2 separate regions of the Sus scrofa genome follow, and region 1 is linked to region 2. A link is a contact called in public Hi-C data. All regions are on one chromosome and are shown on one strand. The core of a region is the stretch at or near the end of the contact, and the rest is flanking DNA. Distances in the headings are between cores, read along the strand shown.

Region 1 (3,643 bases), core at 916-3,415, 130 kb before region 2:
CCACCCGTCTGTGGAGGACGTCACACTCTCCTCGTATGTAAACCACACCTACCAGCCCATCGGCCAGAACACAGCTCCCCTTCTGACAGGCTCCAGAGCTTCCAGGGCCTGCTAGTCTCCTGGCGTCCTGAGGACCTACGCCTGGAGCTGGATACAGTGAGAAGGGTGGAGGAAGGCTGGCCTGGAAAGGGTGCTCCATGAAACCAGTTTCCTTCCCTCTCCCTCACTCCTGGTGTTTACCTAGGCATCAGGTCTTCCATCCTAGCCCCCTGGGGCCACCTTCACTGTACCCTTCATGCAGGCCTAGAACAGTGCCTGGCTTGGACCCTGTCTCTCAGCCCCGATTTCTCCAGCTAACCACCCCATTCCCTGGCATCAGGCAAATCTTTCTAACCTCACCCACGGCCCTTCTTCTGCTGCTTTCCTGCTAAAGAAATCACGGTGGTTCCCTGCTTCCAGTTAGATCAGGTAAAAACCCTTTAGCTGGATTTCAAGATCCTTCATCAGTGGGGCCCCTCGACCTTTCCACGCCTACGCCCCAAATGGGAGCTCTTCCCTCTGGTCCACTCAGCTGCCCCACTCCTACTCTGCCCCCATCTCTCTTGCTCACATCAGCTCCCTTCCTCTACCCAGAGTTTAGATTTCCTTCAGGGTCTAGCTAAGTCATAAAGACTGCCTTGCTTTCCCCAGTCCAAAATGTTCTGTATTCCCTCTGCGAATCCCCTCATAGTCAAGAATGTGCTTCCTTTGACTACCATTAGTAGGGTTTGCTGAATTCTTACAGTGGACAAAATTGATTCACTCTCTCTTGAAAATAACTCCAAGAGATAAACGTTCACCTCGTTTTGCAGATGAGAAAACTGAGTTTCAAAAGGTAAATGTGCCCAAAACTGCATCTGGGATTTGAACCCAGGAAGTCTGATAACTGCCCTCTGCTACATTTTAAATACTCTGTTTCTTTTTGTCTCCTACAGAATTCAATGGCAAAGATCATTTTTACTATTTTTTTTTTTCTTTTCCAGTGGGTGTAGCTAAGGGCAGAGCATATGGTCTTTATTTAATAAACACTCACTTCTTTTGCTTCTGACTTCCAGATTTAAGATACTATGACCCCAATTGAGTTAAGTAGATGATGAAACCAGTGGTCACTCCAGGATTATTTGCCTGATAAATAGCAGATGATAATCAGGACAGGCCGCAGCGACCAGTGACATCCTGACAATAAACTGCTTAGCCTGGGTGGTCCCCTTTTTTCTTGTCCTTTGGAAAAAAAAAAAAAAACCAAGGTAAAAACAAAAACAAAAACAAAAACACCTGAGCACTCATTGCTAGTCTGAAATCATTTTGCTTCCAACTCTAATTCAAATCATCTCAGGGGCTTTGTTGACATTATCTGCTAATGATTGCAATCCATCTTTCCAAAAGGAGAGAGGCACCAAGCTGTCAAACAACACCCTTCTGTCCATGGAGATCAGAGGTCTGAGGTCACCTCCCGACTTGCTGCCGGGCCAGCTGCCTGCTCCGGGCCTCTGGATGCATTTCTAAAGGGTAATATTTACAGTGCTGGATAGCTGAGCACTGCGGAGCTTAATGGGATTCTTAATAAAGGCGGCTTTCATTAAGACAGGGAGCACAGGCAAGGTGCCCTTGCTTTTGAGGAAAGGACAGCCCAGCGCAAGATGAATGCTCCTCCTGGGCTTGGAAATCACGCGGGTCAAGTGCCTTGTCATGCATTAACAGCCTTTTTAAGTTCCTGGGCAGATTGAGAGGAACGGCTTAGATAAACGAAGGCAGAAGAATCATGCGATCTGTCTTGGTAGCAAAAACGCTGAGACACAGCAGCTGCATTTAAAAAGAGCGATTTGCTAAATGAGTGGCCGGCTACGTTCCAGATGGCCAATGTGACACAGGGCTTGGAGGGATTCTTTATTCAATCCTGCATCTGTCTAGACCGAGACATGAAAGGCCAGGTTATAGTTACTGCAGAAGCAGCAGCAGCAGCAGCAGCAGCAGCAGCTTTGAAACTCTTACATAAAACATGCTCGGTACCACCAATGAGGCCGCTTGGCCGGAGATCAGCTGGAGAGGATGCGGCAGCATGGCGTGCGTGCAGCCTCAAGGAAAGCCAGCGTCTCAGCTGAATGACAGCCAGCTGGATGGGGCTCTCCCTGTGCAGGTCTGCTTGCTGTATCACTTCCCCCACCTCCCTTGTGTACGAGGGAAGGTGCTCTTAGTAGGAGGAAGCACTGGGATGAGGTCAGAAAGCAGAAATATTGGTTGTGTTCTATTTGCCTTCTTTATATGCACTTTTAAAACTTTTCCCATGTATTTTGTCTTGATTTTTCTAGTTAGGTTGTCAAATTTCCAAGATGGACGAAAGAATACTCTTAGCTTCTGCCTACAACTCCACTCTGTTTTTCCTTATTCCTGTCCCTAGCATTTAATTCAGTCCTGGCCCTAGTAGCTCTTTAGAGATGACAGCTCAAAGATGCTGGCTGAGGAGGCCAGGGGTAGACAGAGGACCACTCAGTTCTGGGGCCTCGAGGTCTATGAGACATGCTGACTGACTGACTTAAACTAGCTCAGGCACTTGATGAGCGTTTTGCCCAACTTTCATGCAACAGGCAGCCACAGAGCTTCACTGGGCTGGAATGGGGACTTATAGGGAGGCAGTTCTATTGACCTATTTTTCTCCAATGAGTTATACCCCAAGCCTACTTCTTCTTCTTTTTATTGCTTTTTAGGGCCAAACCTGCAGCATATGGAAGTCCCCAGGCTATGGGTCTAATCCAAGCTGTAGGCGCTGGCCCACACCACAGCCACAGCAACATGGGATACGAGCCTCTTCTGTGACCTCCACCACAGCTCACAGCAATTCAGGATCCATAACCTACTGAGGAAGGCCAGGGTTGGAACCAGATCCTCATGGATAATAGTTGGGTTGGTAACCCGCTGAGCCACAACAGGAACTCCCAAGCCTATTTAATTTTTATTATTGGATTGAAAGTTTCCATGGGTTGAAGCTTTCACTGTGTTCTGAGAAGCCATTCAAGGTCACAGCTGGAATGTTCTGACTGGTCAGTAAACAAGGCTGCTTCCTCCTCCCCACTTCCCCTTCCCCTACCCCTCCACCCCAGAACTCTCTGGACCTCCACACTGGACCTCCACACTGGACAGCAGCTTCATTTTTTGCTAAGGAGGAAAAGTTTAACCTGATGAATCACCAGCAGCACTTCCTGTGACATTCCACGGAAAACTACAGTTTGCTTAAGAAAAACTCTGAAGTACTTCAGCTACTGCGGTTTCTGATCTACACAGAAATGGAAAAATTTGAGTTCTTCTCTAGGCTGATACACCGAAGCTATTCCACCAACATTTTTCTCTCTTGGAAGTTCCCAATTATCAGCACTACATCTACCCTATAATCAGCCTGAAATACTTAAATGAACAGGGATGTCCTGGGTGGGGGGGTGGAATATAGCATTACCTCCATGCCAATCTCATCCACGTACCGCTTTTTTTTTTTCTTTTTTTCTTTTTGCTGCAACTGCAGCATATGGAAGTTCTTGGGGCCAGGGATCAAATCCAAGACACAGCTGCAACCTATGCCACAGCTGCGGCAACACCAGATCCTTAACCTACT
Region 2 (3,342 bases), core at 808-3,307:
AAAGACAAAAAAAAAAAAAAAAAGTTAAGAAACTTGAGGAGCTGGCGAGGGTGTGGAGAAAGAGGAACCCTGCTACACTGCTGGTGGGAATGTAAATTAGTACATCTACCATGGCAAACAGTACGGAGGGTCCTCAGAAAACTAAATATAGAACCACCATATGACCTAGCAATCCCAATCCTGGGCATGTATCTGGACAAAACTACAATTCAAAAAGATGCATGCACCCCTATATTCATAGCAGCACTATTCACAACAGCCAAGACATGGAAACAACCTAAATGTCCACTGACAGATGAATGGATTAAGAAGTTGTGGTACATATACACAATGGAATACTACTGAGCCATAAAAAATAACAAAATAATGCCACTTGTGGCAACATAGATGCAACTAGATATTCTCATATAAAGTGAAGTAAGTCAAAAAGAGAAAGACAAATACCCTATGATACCACATGGAATCTAAAATGTGGCACAAATGAACCTATCTACAGAACAGAAACAGACTCACAGACATGGAGAACAGACTTGTGGTTGTTAAGGAGGAGGGAGGGAGTGGGAGGGACTAGGAGTTTGGAATTAGTAGATGCAAACTATTACACTTAGGATGGATAAGCAATGAGGTCTTACTGTATAGCACAGGCAACTATATCCAGTCTCTTGGGATAGACCATGATGGAAGATAATGTGAGAAAAAGAATGTGTATATATATGTGTGCGTGTATATACACAATATATATATATATGACTGGGTCACTGTGCTGTACAGCAGAAATTGGCACAACGTAGTAAATCAACTATAATTTAATTTTTAAAAATTAATTTAGAAAAAGAGAAAGAAACCTGAGCAAGACTCAGCAAGCAACACCCACTGGAACAGTCCCATTGTCAGAGAAATTCTAGTGACAGGCATTCTGGTTACAAAGACATGGTTTCCATGTGACAGGGCTCCTGGAGCCAATGCTGGGTCTGAGGCGATGGGAGGAGACAGAAAGCGATGAGAGAGGACTGGTACATGGAGGCCTGAGCATCCTTGCTTTGGGTCCCCATCAGGGACTAACAGAGCACATAAGGCCCTTTTCCACCCCCACCCCCCATCCCACCCCGAGCCCTGCCAGGGTCGGCACACTGGGTCTTCAGTCACCACCAGTGGAGAGAGGGGCTGTGCCTACAGAGCAGAGTGCTCAGGCCATGGCCCTGGAGACAACAGAGCCAGGGGAGGGCTTCGGGAGGCTGTGTGTCCTGCTGCAGCTGGGGGACACTGGAGGCAGCAGAATTCAGATTACCATGTGTTGTAAACTCATCGCCACCCACAGACGTGAGCATTTGGGTGACATACCACTATGCCACAGGATCTGTACCCCCAAGATTATACAAATATATTTAGATTGATCAAGTCGCATTACACTGGGGACAAATTTTAATACTTAGTTCTATTTGGAAAACAAAAACAAAAACAAAAACCCTAGATTCCTGCTCAGATTCTTGGGACCAAGACAGGGATGGCAACGCTCCTTCCCTAACTCCTTCCCTATCGGGCCCAGAGTACTGCGCTTTGCCCTGAGCATCACAGGAAAACTGTTCTGTGCACTGAGAGCACTGGAGTATAGGAACATCCACGTCTCTGCCAATCCTGATTGGACAGTATTTTCAGACTTCTGGTCAACCTCTGCTGTGTGGCTGGTGGGCTAGAAAGGTGTTCCACCCTCTGGGGCTGAGGCTACTGGCGTCTCTGTTCCAGGTAACAGAGGCTCTGCATTGATACAAACAGGAAATCAGATCTTTTCTCAAAATACTGGACAAACAAACAAAACAAAAAACCCTCAAACCTACAAATGCATAGTTTTTGTTTTGTTTTTTTTAATGGCCTCAACAACGGCAGGTAAAGAGAAGAATACATATTTATATAAAATGTTTTGTGACAAAATGGAAAAGGAGCTTAGGGAGGCCCCATTTTGTGGTTCGCTAGAAAAATAAAAAGCTAAAGCCTCAGCCATGGTCTCTATTGAAAGCGGAAAAAAAAAATCAGAAAAGAGGAACTAGTTGGGGAGTGCAGTGAATGCTGGCTTCCCTCCTCCGGCCCACTCAACCCTGTCACCATGGAGACTCCTGAAGGTTCCAGGAATGACTCACGCAATTTGCTGATGGAGCCTTTGAAATGGAAGCAGCACCGCAGCACAAAGGCAAACTTCGTCTGCAGCCCTTGAAGAAGGGGCCTTTGACTCCTGACTGACGCCCAGGACATGGAATTTGGGCTTCAGCACTGCCTTTTCCTTCTTCCCGGCCCTCATTACTTGGAGCGCTTGCCTCCAAGAGCAAAGGTCAAAAAGTACTCTTGCCTGGCCTGGGGCTTATGCACCACTCTTGGAAAAACACTGAAGCAGAACCGGAGAGTGAATGCTGATGACTGGGAGGTTGCAGCGCAGGGGCTGCGGGCAGGGATGGGGGCCCGCGGAGGCCGGGAGGGCGCCTTTCAGAAGCACGGGACTGGGGAAAGGCGTGCGGGCGCGACGGGCCAAGCCTCCTGGTGGGCCACGGAAATTCAGTCCCTCGCTGCTCCTACGGTTGCAGGAAACTGGCCCACGTCAGCTTCTTCCGAACTTAGGGATGCAGGTGCCATGCGGAATGGCCTTGGGCTTCACCTCCACCTTAGCAAGGCCGTAAAGACCGAGAGCCCCAGGAAAAAGCGCAAAGGAAAGCCACGTGATTGGCGCGCATGTGCCCTGGGTTCTTCTTTCTCAAGGGCCTCGCGGTAGAGCAGGTCTTGCAAAGGCTGCCCTGGGGCCCACGTCGGCTCCCCAGTAGGGGCGAGGCAGTGCCCCTGCGCTCCCCGAGAGCCCGGGGCCCTCCCTTTGGGGGCTTGTCCTGGGACCCCCGCTTCCTGGGGCACAAGTGTCAGGCTGGGCTGTCCGACCCCTTCCCTGTTCGCTGGGCGTGGCCAAGCCCGTCAGCCACAGAGGAAAACCTAAGAAGGGGGAACCTTCTGGAGTCAGGCCCAAGCTTTGTGTCAGACCACAGGGAACCTGCCAGGGTTGCCCCCACGACACGCTCCTAAGCAGAAGTTCCCCAGAACTCCGGAGTCGGAAATGCACGGCAGTGACCCCGTTTCTTCGTGGAAGGGGAGGCCGGGGGGGCGGGGGAAGACTGGATTCTTTCCTCCTGCACCCTAAATCTATGTCCTGGTGACTGCACCTGCTCAACCAGGAAAATAAGCAAGAAATAAAGGTCTGTGCGAAGCTGCAGTCGCCTCTTCTCAACTATTTATTCTGATTTCTCGACAAGTGAGTTAATTGGATGGGCCCCCGTGACAGACATTCCATACTCAAATTCATAGCTTTCT

The links. A called contact is a pair of places that touch in the nucleus more often than the background predicts.
Region 1: a contact with region 2 is called in a Hi-C map of fetal skeletal muscle, with 2.3 times the contacts expected there. The contact joins two enhancer-like sites. A contact is called at or near these places in 11 of 47 Hi-C or Micro-C datasets (alveolar macrophages, embryonic fibroblasts, epiblast stem cells and 6 more) and 1 of 2 datasets of contacts at active chromatin or transcription factors (skeletal muscle).

Annotation. Positions count from the first base shown.
Region 1 is chr11:7,644,658-7,648,300 of Sscrofa11.1, reverse strand. The region is part of intron 9 of LOC102159067; the gene reads right to left. Among named protein-coding and RNA genes, the nearest start is that of TEX26, 75 kb to the right of the region's middle. Within about 2 kb of position 2,165, at least 16 of the 83 cell types and tissues checked have an H3K27ac peak or open chromatin away from gene starts, as enhancers often do. A contact at or near this core is called in fetal skeletal muscle and retroperitoneal adipose tissue, where this site is marked.
Region 2 is chr11:7,517,741-7,521,082 of Sscrofa11.1, reverse strand. No RefSeq gene overlaps it. Among named protein-coding and RNA genes, the nearest start is that of MEDAG, 26 kb to the left of the region's middle. Within about 2 kb of position 2,057, at least 26 of the 83 cell types and tissues checked have an H3K27ac peak or open chromatin away from gene starts, as enhancers often do. A contact at or near this core is called in fetal skeletal muscle and retroperitoneal adipose tissue, where this site is marked.